3 separate regions of the Sus scrofa genome follow, and regions 1 and 2 are each linked to region 3. A link is a contact called in public HiChIP or PLAC-seq data. All regions are on one chromosome and are shown on one strand. The core of a region is the stretch at or near the end of the contact, and the rest is flanking DNA. Distances in the headings are between cores, read along the strand shown. Region 1 holds the start of ANXA1 (annexin A1). Region 2 holds the start of TMEM2 (transmembrane protein 2). Region 3 holds the start of TMC1 (transmembrane channel-like protein 1).

Region 1 (3,731 bases), core at 1,074-3,573, 700 kb after region 3:
AAAATGTAGAGAGGCAGAGACATAAGGCCTCAGCACAAGTATGTTACCATTTTTGTTCGTAGCTATTTCACTTACAACATGTGGATGGGAGAAATATGGTATTTCTTTAAGTTATATATGAGATTAACTTTTACCTCAAAACTCACACCCTGATATTTGCAGTAAGTTTAATATGAGTGCATGTTCAGCCCTTTCTGTCTTATCCTTGGGTTATACAAGATTTCAGAAAATCTAGTGAAATGAGAAAGGGCACCACAGTGCTCTTGATTCCAGTGATCTCAGTTGCTGATGACCAGCTCAATAGTAGCCTAAACTACAGGAGCAGAAATAAATATGCTGTAAAAATATAAAATATAATGGTTCCTTTTAGCTCTCTTTTTTCCCCTTTTCTTCCTTCACTTCCTATTTTCTCTCTGTGTAAATTAAATGGAGCTGGTGAGTCATCTAGAAACAGCAAGAGCAGTGACTCATTTCTCCAGAGTTGTAGTATGTGGCATTTCAAGTACATGAAGCATTTAACCAGTGATTATCCCTTAGCTGTTAATGGTAACATATAATATGTTTTGTTTTATTTCCAAAATTCCACTTCATATTATTGTGGTGGTACTGGGAGAGGGAGGGTAGTTTCCAAGAGATTATTCAGAGCACTATTCCTATAGGATTAGTGACGTTTTTATATTTGGGAATTTTATTGTCTTTAGAATTATAGCTCGAAGTTCATTTTGGAAAAATGTTTTTCTTTTTGTCCTCAATTCTGCCACAAATACCACATCTATTATTGCTGTTATAGGTCTGACAATCCATTATAAAACCAAATATATAGCAAAATTCCTCTAAATTTATGCTACTGGTAACCATAAAAAACAATAAATGACTATATGTTTCTTTTAGGAAGTTATATTTTACAAAAGGTGCATAAACTTTTTTCTTCATTTCATAGGAGTGTTACTGTGCAGAAAACTTCCAGTGTTTCCATTATCAAAGTTAGGAACACAAATATGAATAGAAGAAAAGTTTTGTGTAATTATATTTTCCCTTTTCGCCTAATAAATAAATGTGGTTTTAGAAAGCTGATCTACATTTGTCGAGATCCATTTGCAATAATACCAACCAATTAATTAGTTAGTACCTAATGAATTAGTTCAATGCATACTTATAGTAAATTGGCATTTATTCAGATATTTAGATTAGATGATTATCCTACTTCAGGATATGTTGATTTCATTAACAATAGTCTTATAATTAGAATTTAGAATATGTTGTAAAAACTGATAATCTCATTTTCATTGATTTTTCCTAACTTGATATATATAAATATATATAATAACCCAAGATAACAGGAGAAAAAGAGGAAAAAGAACAAACCACTGAAATAGTTCAGTATAAACTGAACTATCACTCTATGAGAGAGTTCATATTTGTGCATACTTTAATGGAAACATCTTATACAATTTTGTAGGCTTTCATTAAGAGTGAAAATGAATCACCATCAGGCTGCCAGAACAAATTTCCTTTTCTTGCTTCAAGTCGGGAATTTCTTAAGGTATCTGTACTGTGATAGCTGCTACTCCATTAATCCTTTCATTTTATAGTTCTGGTTTATTGTTCAAATTCTCTAGAATGTCAACAATCTGTTAGTATCAAAGTTTACATATAACTTATTCTATAAAAAGAATTAATGCATATAGGCATTCCCCTAATGACAACATTTTCTTTGAATGTCATACTGATCATATTTCATTAACTTTGTTTGAAATTTGGACAGTCTGAAGTTTTATTTCTTTTATATTTCTTATTTATATCAACAAGCTGCATGCAAGCACAAAACTTTTATTTTGAAGGCAAGAAAAATGCTGGTGAAATAGAGAATTATCTGGTACAGTATAACATTAAAATGTACAAATACACATTCTCAATTGTCATGAGAATTCTAGAAGTTTGGCAGCCTAGAAAATATTACCCCAATTTTACAGAAGTTCAAATTCAAGGAAATTAAATATGTCCCCAAGATCACATAGTAATTAGTGATGAAGCTGAGACTTAGCCAAAGGAGGTTTTTTGCTTACTTTTGTTTTAAAGTTTATGGTTTTTCATTTCACAACTTGTTTAACTAAAAAGCATGCCAATCATTGGTATCCGGATTGAGCTGGACAGTACTGCATATTTGAAAATCTCTTGCATCTACTCCCCCAGAAAAAACAGTACAAACTGAAGAGGTTAAAAAAAAAAATCCTTCCTTCCGTTTCTTTTCCTCTGTGCTGTCAGCTCTGAGTTGGTTTAGTGAGTAGTTTTGCAAGGCTTGTTTCACTTTGTTTTGGGTAGGGCTGAGCCCTGTATTTCAAACAAAAGGCAGCCAGTTACTAACTTCTGGTTGCTAGGTGTGGTCTCCTTCCAAACTCTATAAAATGAGAAGCCCAAGGCTCCACTTCTAGTGTGAAACATTCAGAGGAGACTCTTTAGTTCTTTGGAAGAAGGCAGGGGAAAAAGAAAATGTAAGTATTGGTTTTCCTTTTAGTTAGTTTTGGCTGTTTTGAAAACTTTTCTCATCACAACATTTAATGTTATTTCTGTGGAATTTATGGCTAGCTGCATTTACATGTTTGATAAAACTCTCTGTAAAATTTCATTGGCTATTTATATTTGGGAATCTTAAGATGAAACATTTTGTTCTCAGTTAAGAAATATAATTTTTAAAATAAGGAGAGTTTGTTTCCTAAACTGGCTTATTGTACCGTTGATAAGGAAGGTATCATGGAAAAGAAGGAAAGAATGTGTTTTTTCCCCCACAAGTTATGACTTTCCAAGAGCTGTGTGTGCTTTATATGGAAATCAATATGGATGGTGGGAGTTTGGGGGGAGCCAGGCTGGAAGAACCCAGAGTGGGGGTTTCAGGAAATATTTCAAAATAGCTGGACTTAAATAATGTTAAAAAAAAAAAAGAAGAAGAAGAAGAAGAAGAAAGAGAATATTCAGATCTCATAGTGGCAATCTTGCCCTTGTAATTAAAATTTGAAATTAATGTTATGTTCACTCAGGCAGTATAAATAAATAAGAGGATCTGTTTATTAATTATTTCCTTTAGAGAGGGTGTGGCCATATTCTTTTTCCTGTAATCTCTGTGTCATAGACAGGCTTTTCAAGTGCTGATTTGAAAACCTAAGGGAAAGGAAGTATTTCCTGGGTGGTGTCCGAAAGTTATCCCTTGGGAATGCCATAGGACCTTCTAAAAATTACTCTACTTAGAAGCATTTTGAGATTGTTGAATGAGCTCATGGCCATAAAGTTCCTTAGAAAAGTACAGTTTATCTAAAGTAGGGTTTTCACTAGTGTCAGGTATACTTGCAAAAGTGAGAGATTTTGAATCTTAACCACATATCTTGCTATTGCTTATTACAAACGTTCCTTTAAGAATTTTTTTCTTAGCTTATGCTGCATGTTAAATGATGGGATATCAGATGTTTAGTGCTGGTTAATCAAAAAAGGTGTGCTTTTTCTTGCCCCGTTTGTGACTAAATTTATATATGGTCTTAAAAAAAGTAATATTCTCCTTGGCCTGCAGAATGCATTTAGGTAGGCACATTGCAAAATGACTCAAATGGGATAAAATGCTGATTTCATAATTCTGAAATGGACTCTTCTCCAGAAGTTATGTTGCCAGCCTAGCCCCAGGCTCAACCACATGTGACAGACATACGTTTGATTAATGTTGACAAAATCATTAATGATATTAT
Region 2 (3,568 bases), core at 273-2,772, 670 kb before region 3:
GGGAGCGCAGGAGGGTGCTGTGTGGGGCAGGAGGAAGTTTGCCGTTTCTGTAGGAATGCCCAAATGCCTGACTGCCAGGAGCCGGAAAGCCGGGAAGGTGCGGAGGACCACGGTGCGCGTCCTCGCAGTGGCCCCCAGCGGCTGCCAGGGAAGCGGGGGGCGGGGAGTGGGGTTAGCCAGTGACCCCATTGCTTCTTACCTTCCCCTCCCCCGCTTAGCGTCGGCTAATTCAGGTGCCTACACAGCAGTCCAAAGCGACGGAGCTGAGCTCCTGGCGTCCCCAAGTCCGGATCTTCTCTCCATGGCCAGAGAGCCCTTCCAGCACCGTCGCCCGCCGCCGCCGCCGCGGATGCCGCTGCTGCTTTTACGCAACTGGCAGCCGCAGTCTCTGCCTGGAGGTGAAACCCTCTCCTCCCGGGAATGACGCGCACTTCCCTCTGCCTCCGCCTCCTCCTCCTTCAGCCCGGAGCCGCGGGGGTAAGGGCCTCGGCTCGGGCTCTTCCCCGAGCAGCTGCTGTTTCTCCTTTCCGTCCCCTCGGGAAGGAAGAGGAGGAGAATCGTGGCCCGAGCAGCAGGGCCAGAGCGTCCCCGCGACAATGGGGAAGGGGCGGCAGCACGGGTCAGAACTGGGTCCCCGGGAGTCGCGCTTGTCTCTGGTCGGCGGGCGCCGCGGCTCGCTAGGGTCGCGCTCAGCCTCCGCCAGCCAGACAAGCGGCCCGGCTCGGCAGGGCCGAAGGCTGGGGATTGGCCGGGCGGGCGGGGGAGACGAAGAAGGCGGAGGGAGAGGAGGAGACTGCGGCCGGAGGAGGCGGTGGCCGCGCAAGGCTCCTCCCGCTGCTAGAGCTCTGCGCCAGAAGCAGACACTAGGGCTCAGCGCCTCTCGCTGTGGCGCCCAGGAACAGCACCAGACCGCACAGCTGCCAAAGCAAGCCCCCCAACGAACGAGCCTCGCAGTGACTGCAGCTGCTAGAGGTATCCCGCAGCGCGTACCCGGCCTGACGGAACGTGAGCCTGCGCTTCCATTACCTCCGGAGTTCAGGCGGATCCTTCGCACCCATCACCTCCCAGCTGAGCCCTGAACCTCAGCTTCTCAGCTGAGCTTGACTGTACACCTCCATCACCTCCCGGCTGAGCGTGACACTGCACCCCAACACTCACAGCTGACCCTGACATTTCGCCGCCCATCATTCTAAGGCTGAGGTAGGCATTACAACCCCATCACCTCCCGGCTGAGCCCACATCTGAAGGCTGAACTGGACATGCCCCTTCATCGCTCCTGGCTGAGCCAAGCTCCCCACCAGCATCCCCAAAGGGACTTCCACAACTCGTGAAAAATTTCTGAGTTCGGCCACTGCATCACGGCTGCCCCCACCTGGCCAGTCACAGGCGCTAGTTTCTTGGCCTCTTCTGCACTTAGCTTGCTCTCGGACTCGGGACCGCAACGTAGAGCGGTCCCGGCATCCCACTCTCACACCAGAATAAATATGCCTACGTCTCCCCACGCCCCCTACCGCGCCACTCTGGAGTGGCTGCCACTTGAAGGAGTGGCGCTGAAAGCCACTCCCTGGCCCGCCCCAACACCGAGGGACCTAAGGATGCCTGAGCCGCCGGGGCTACAATCTTGGAATTAAACAGCCCGGGCCGCCGTCACAACTGGAGTTGCACTCACCCAGGCAAGTCTTGATTCCCGCTGAGGGCGCGGCCGGGACTTGATCAGTCAGACCCATGAGGTTCCAGGCTAGTGACAGCAGCAGGACTGCCAAATCCAGGCTGTCGTCATCTACCACTTAATTCGGAATTGAAAGTTTTCCCGCTAGGGAACTCTTTCAGTGAATACTGTGCAGATTCTCCATCCTTTTAATAAAAACTCAGTCATGTAACCATGGTACACCCAGCAGGCGGGAAGGGGAATTCCCTATTTCGAGGGTTTGGGTTCTGGATTTTATTCTAATATATGTTTCTAAATCTCTGCTGATAAAATTCCCCTGGAGCACTTCGAAAATTTTGGATTCACACACCTCCACCACGTACTGGATTAAGAGGTGCGGGGAATATGAAAGTTTGAGAAATAATGCTAGAGTGCATCTTGGAATTAAATAAAACCTTGAGGGGAAAATGCCTCTAAAATAGCAATTCGGTCTAGTGCTGAGACCTTAATGAAACCACCCAACTCTGGGAGTCACTGTCCCTTCTGGGAGAGGAAGGAAGTTTCTTAAAATAAACCCGATGGTTTTGAATTATAAACTGGGGAGAACAAAGGACTACTTAGTAGTCTTAAGGCGAAATGTCCAGGATCATGCCTTGTAAAGATAGGGCAGGAACTGTGCCATCCTATGTGGTAGGCTAAAAATTAGCCCCCCAAAGATGCCATAGCCTAAGCACTAGAACCTAGAAATGTCCCCTTATACAGAAAAAGGATCTTTGCAGATTAAAGATTTGAGTTGAGATTACCCCGGGTCCTCAGAGTGGCCCTAGCTGTAGTCTCGTGTATCCTAATAAGGAAGGCAGGGAGGAAAAGGCAATGTGACCATGAAGGCAGGGATTGGAGTGATGTAGTCCCAAATCAAGGAATGCCAGAAGCCACCAGAAGCTGGAAGAGGCAAAGAAGGATTTTTGCCCTAGAGCTTCCACAGGGAGAGAGTCCTGCTTACACCTTGATTTCAGACTTCTGGCTTCCAGGAGCCTGAGAGAGTAAATTTATGTTGTCTTAAGTCACCAAGTTTGGGGTAATGTGTTACAGCAGCCACAGGAAACAAATATATCCTGTGGTTTGTGCGGTGCCAACTTTATGTTAAAATGCCCATTTTCTGAATCTTTATTATGTGTCAGGCACTTTGCTTAGAGTTGAGACATTTCATATAACCCTTCCAAAAATTACTATTCCAATTTTAGAGATGAGGACACTGGGACTGAGGAAGTTTAAGGAGCCTGTCAAGTTCACACAGGAGCCTGTTGGAATTAAGTCTGCCAACAATTCAAACATCAAAAAGAACAATTAAAATTTCACATAAACTATTTTAATGAAAGTTTTGGTTTTAAAGAGGACTTCCTTCCATAACCCATATCTATTGCCAAAACCAAAGAAAATGGAAATTGATAGTAGGGAAGGCTTCACATGTAAGGGGAGGGCAGGGAATGTAGGGGAACTCTCTGTACCTTCTGCTTTTTGTTTGCGAAACTAATACTGCTCTAAACAAAGTCTATTAACAGAAAAGGGGTGGGGAGGGAGATTGAATCTTTGTGTTACCTGCCTTTGAGAATTGTATAAACTTTTGTTCTTAGATATTTATCTAGAACATGAAGAATCAAAGATCCTTTAAAAAAAAAAAAAGAGGCAGATGGTTTTTGGAAACTAACGTGAAAGGAAGTGACAAAGGAGAAAAAACAAAGTGAGAGGTCACCAAATGGAACTGAGGTTGTCACTGATTGGGTTCCCAGGGAAGCAGGCTCTGAGACAGAGTGCAGAGATGGTCATTAAGAAACGCCTGTGGAGGGAGGTACAGGAAGCAGGATGGAACATAGGGAGAAATTGAACTTCAGTGTAAACCCAACAACAGCCTCGGCTGAC
Region 3 (3,639 bases), core at 961-3,460:
TAGTTTTTTTTTTTTTAAAGCCTGCAAATTACCTAAATGGCCAAGTTTAAGGACAGTGGCTCCGTGACCTATATACTCCTTTACCCTAATATGTCAGACCAGATTCTTCGGAGACGCTAAATCAATCAAGGTAATCCCAGCTTTTCCCCAAAACAGCTCCACAGTGCGTGTAAAGCGAGCAAAGAATTTCACGTTCACCAGCCTAAATGCATGAAACAAAGGAGTAGGTGCTCCACTTCCTTCATGAAAGAGATCTTGGTTGAGAAACGCAGCGACACCGGTAAAACTGAAACACCACGACAGAGAAGGCCCCCTCACCTAATGTTCGGCGATTTCAGAACAAGTTCGGGTCCCACTGGTCCTCCACCCATACCCCTATGACCCTCCAAGAGAAGGCCTCACTCAGGAGAGCCCATCAGGGCCTTCTTCAAAAACCACTGAGTCATGCATAACAGCAGCTCCGCAGGCCAGGCCGGCCCCTCACCCAGCCTGTCCTGCGCCGACCCCCCGACCCTCAACTGCTCCTCCGAGGAGGTGGAGATGGGGGGGTGAGGAAGGCAAGGGGCCAGGGGCGCCGCCGCCGCCACCATTTCTTTGTCTTTCCTGGTCAGGCCGCCCACGCCGGGCGCCACCGCCGAAGACGGCCGGGGTGGACTTGAGGGAGGCCCGGAGCCCGAAACCCCGAGGCCGCACGCCAGGCATTGTTTCCACGGCCGTGCGAGTGCGACTGAACCGGAGGCAGGGAACCGGGTCTCCGGCCACGACGACACGATGACGCCTTCGTCTTTGTGCTTCCTGAACTGGCGGGCGGGCTCCCCTCCCCCGGACGCCGCCGGCCGCTAGGGTTTCGCCGGAGGCCTACGGCACCCCAGTCCTCCGCTCCCACCACCAGCCCGGGACGAACAGCCGGGAGCCCTGCCTCCCCTCCACACCACTCACCCTGCGGGGCCAGGAGCCGGGCTCGCGCGCGACACCGGCGCGGTGGGGCCGGTCCGAGCCCTCAGGGATAGGCGAGTCGGGTGCCTTGGAGCCGCAGCCGCGGGCCGGTCGGAGCCGCAGGAGGTTGCGCCGCCGCCGCCGCCGCCGCGGGGTCCTTCTTTGTTCCCGCAGCAGCAGTGAGCGTGGCCGGGACACGCCGGAGCTCGGGAAGTGGGAGGAGGGAAGCGGCGCGGGGCGGGGGGACAGAGGAGGCGGAGGGAGGACCGAAGGCCGCGGCGGCTAAGGCAGCTTTCGGCGCTCACCCGTCGTCGCCTCACGCCTCCACCAGCGGCGGGTTGGGCAGACTCCGAGGGCGAGCCGGGCGCGCGCAGCTAGGCCTGGGCGCCGCAAGGGCCCGCGGATGGCGCTCTCGGATGCTTCTTCTACCACCGAGGAAGCTGCGCTGTTCCCGGGAGCTACAAGCCCAAAACTGAGATGCAGACAGATCTGCGCTCCAGCTCACTGACGCGTTCTCTCCTGCCGGCGCTCCGGCTCTGAGGGAAAGAGGGAGGGAGGGGGCGGGGTCTGTGCGTCATCGAAAACCCCGACGGCGCCGGCGGCGCCGGGAGCGCGATGACGTCACGTGCCCGTCGCCGCGCCTCTCACTCCAGTCACCCGGTCGGGGAGGAGGGGCCGAGCTTGACCGCTCTGCAGTTGCGCGGAGCCGAGTCACTGGCCGGGCTGCCGGCCTCCGGGCGGAGCTGGTAGGAGTTAGACCGGTGGAGGACGCGTTTCTATTTTTAACCTGATTATCCGCCCTCAGCGTCTCGCCTTCTGATTTTCTCAGTCGAGCCTGCTTTTCGCCATCTCAGTTCTCACGCTTTGTCTCGACCCCTTGGCAGACATTTCCCTTTCCTCCTTACTCCCCCTTCCCCCACCCCTGGAGAAAGAGGTAGAAGGATTCGCCTCAGAAAATGAACTGCTCTATAGCCTCTGGGTCTCCTCGCCTCTTTATGACGCTTCCCCGTCCAGTTCCCTCCCACACCTTTTCGGTTCTAAAGTACAGCTTGAGCGTTGCCTTGTTGCTGTCGGGAAGGAGCAGGGCAGGCGGCGCTGGCTCTCTTGCACGCCCAAGGTCACGGGTGGTTGTGCAGAGTCAGGAAATGCTTGGCCTCACTGGCTGCCAGTCCTCCGCCCCGCGCGTCGGCGTTGTTGTTCTGAACAAACTGTTTTGGCCAGCCTGTAAAATCCCTGGAAATTGGCTATTCCAGCAAAGCGTCTCGAACTGGGAAAGCACCAAATGTTCTACTCAAGAAAAGAAGGGCCAAACAAGCTAGATCTGAGGGAGAGATCAAAAAGAAGGCGTTGCAGGAGGAAATTCAAGAGGGGGCAATTCAGAAATGAGGCACAGGCCCTGACTAGTTTGAAAGGGTGAGTTAACTAAAAACAGAACCTTTTCAAAGCAGCAACAAAAAAATCCCACGTGCAGCTGACCTCTCCAGGTGACTTTAGTTCAACTCAGAAGACCAAAATTAGTAACACAGAAAGGGACTTACGAAAATTTTGTAGTAAACAATGGCCTAATGAATAAATAGAAACGGTTTTTAGGCCTTCTGATAGCCACCATTAAAATGGAGAGGTAGGTCCCTTCCTTGTTTCCCAAACTTGCTGATCAGAAAAATCCACCTGGAGTAATTATTTACCTTTAAATAATCACCTAAGCTTCTCCCTTGGAAGTAGTTTTGGTTATCTGGGACTTTGAAGTTGAAGTAATGATCCAGGTGATTCTGATTTATAATTTTGTCTGGGAGAATGTTGTCCTGATGCACTTTGCCAACGTTTCCAAATCAGACCGCTTTCTGCCACAGTAAGCTGAATCCCTAGAATGTAACTGACCATTTTCTTTACAACTTGGAGTTATTGCTACAGGCAGTTAATGTGTTGAAGATGTAAGTAGTTTCGGATATTGGTCCCAGGAAATTTACTTTCTTGATGTAGACAAATTAGTAAAAGCAGAGCAGCTGCCATTTACAGGCCATTTTCAGGGCTAAGATTTTTCATTTAGGGTCTCGTTAATCCTCACAGCAGTTCACCGAGATAGGTACTATATAGCCATTTTCAAAGATAAGTGAATAATGATGAAAGAGGATAAGTGACTCTCTTGAGGCACTGAAGGACAGGGAAATAGTGGAGGTGATTCTTAGGACAAAAGTAACTTGGAAATTCTTCCCCCCACACACATCCATTTTAGTTGTTAAAAAGTGGAACAAGATAATTCTTGAAGAAGCATGATTGAAAGAAAAAAACCAACAAAGTAATAAAACAAGCTGGTTATTTAATAAGGTATTGCATAATATATATTATGTAGCACCTTCTCAGCCAATCATAATTTTCTCTGTAAGGTTGTTTCTAACAGGAATGTACTTGATATTGAGCCTATTTTTAGCAAGTTACTGTTGCAGCAACTACCCTAGTTGTTCTCAAAGTGTGGACCATACACCAGCAGCATCAGTATCACTTGGGCACTTGTTAGAAATACAAAATCTGGGAGTTCCTGTTGTGGCGCAGTGGAAATGAATCCAACTAGGAAGCATGAGGTTGCGGGTTCGACCCCTGGCCTCTATCAATGGGTTGGGGATCTGGTGTTACTGTGAGCTGTAGTATAGGTTGCAGATGAGGCTCCGAACCTATGTGGCTGTGGCTGTGGCATAGGGTGGCAGG

Evidence for each region. HiChIP or PLAC-seq counts read pairs in DNA pulled down with a chosen protein or histone mark.
Region 1: an H3K27ac HiChIP or PLAC-seq map of alveolar macrophages shows a contact between it and region 3. The contact joins the promoter of ANXA1 here to the promoter of TMC1 in region 3. A contact is called at or near these places in 3 of 47 Hi-C or Micro-C datasets (embryonic fibroblasts, skeletal muscle and subcutaneous adipose tissue) and 1 of 2 datasets of contacts at active chromatin or transcription factors (alveolar macrophages).
Region 2: a contact with region 3 is called in an H3K27ac HiChIP or PLAC-seq map of alveolar macrophages. The contact joins the promoter of TMEM2 here to the promoter of TMC1 in region 3. A contact is called at or near these places in 3 of 47 Hi-C or Micro-C datasets (embryonic fibroblasts, epiblast stem cells and heart right ventricle) and 2 of 2 datasets of contacts at active chromatin or transcription factors (alveolar macrophages and skeletal muscle).

Annotation. Positions count from the first base shown.
Region 1 is chr1:226,411,877-226,415,607 of Sscrofa11.1, forward strand. ANXA1 (annexin A1) reads left to right here and starts at 2,324. Exons shown (of 13, transcript NM_001163998.1): 1 at 2,324-2,492.
Region 2 is chr1:225,040,856-225,044,423 of Sscrofa11.1, forward strand. It overlaps TMEM2 (transmembrane protein 2), which reads right to left and starts at 1,523. Exons shown (of 24, transcript XM_021064792.1): 1 at 1,373-1,523.
Region 3 is chr1:225,712,391-225,716,029 of Sscrofa11.1, forward strand. It overlaps TMC1 (transmembrane channel-like protein 1), which reads left to right and starts at 2,211. Exons shown (of 24, transcript XM_021064884.1): 1 at 2,211-2,349. It also overlaps a transcript of ZFAND5 not described here.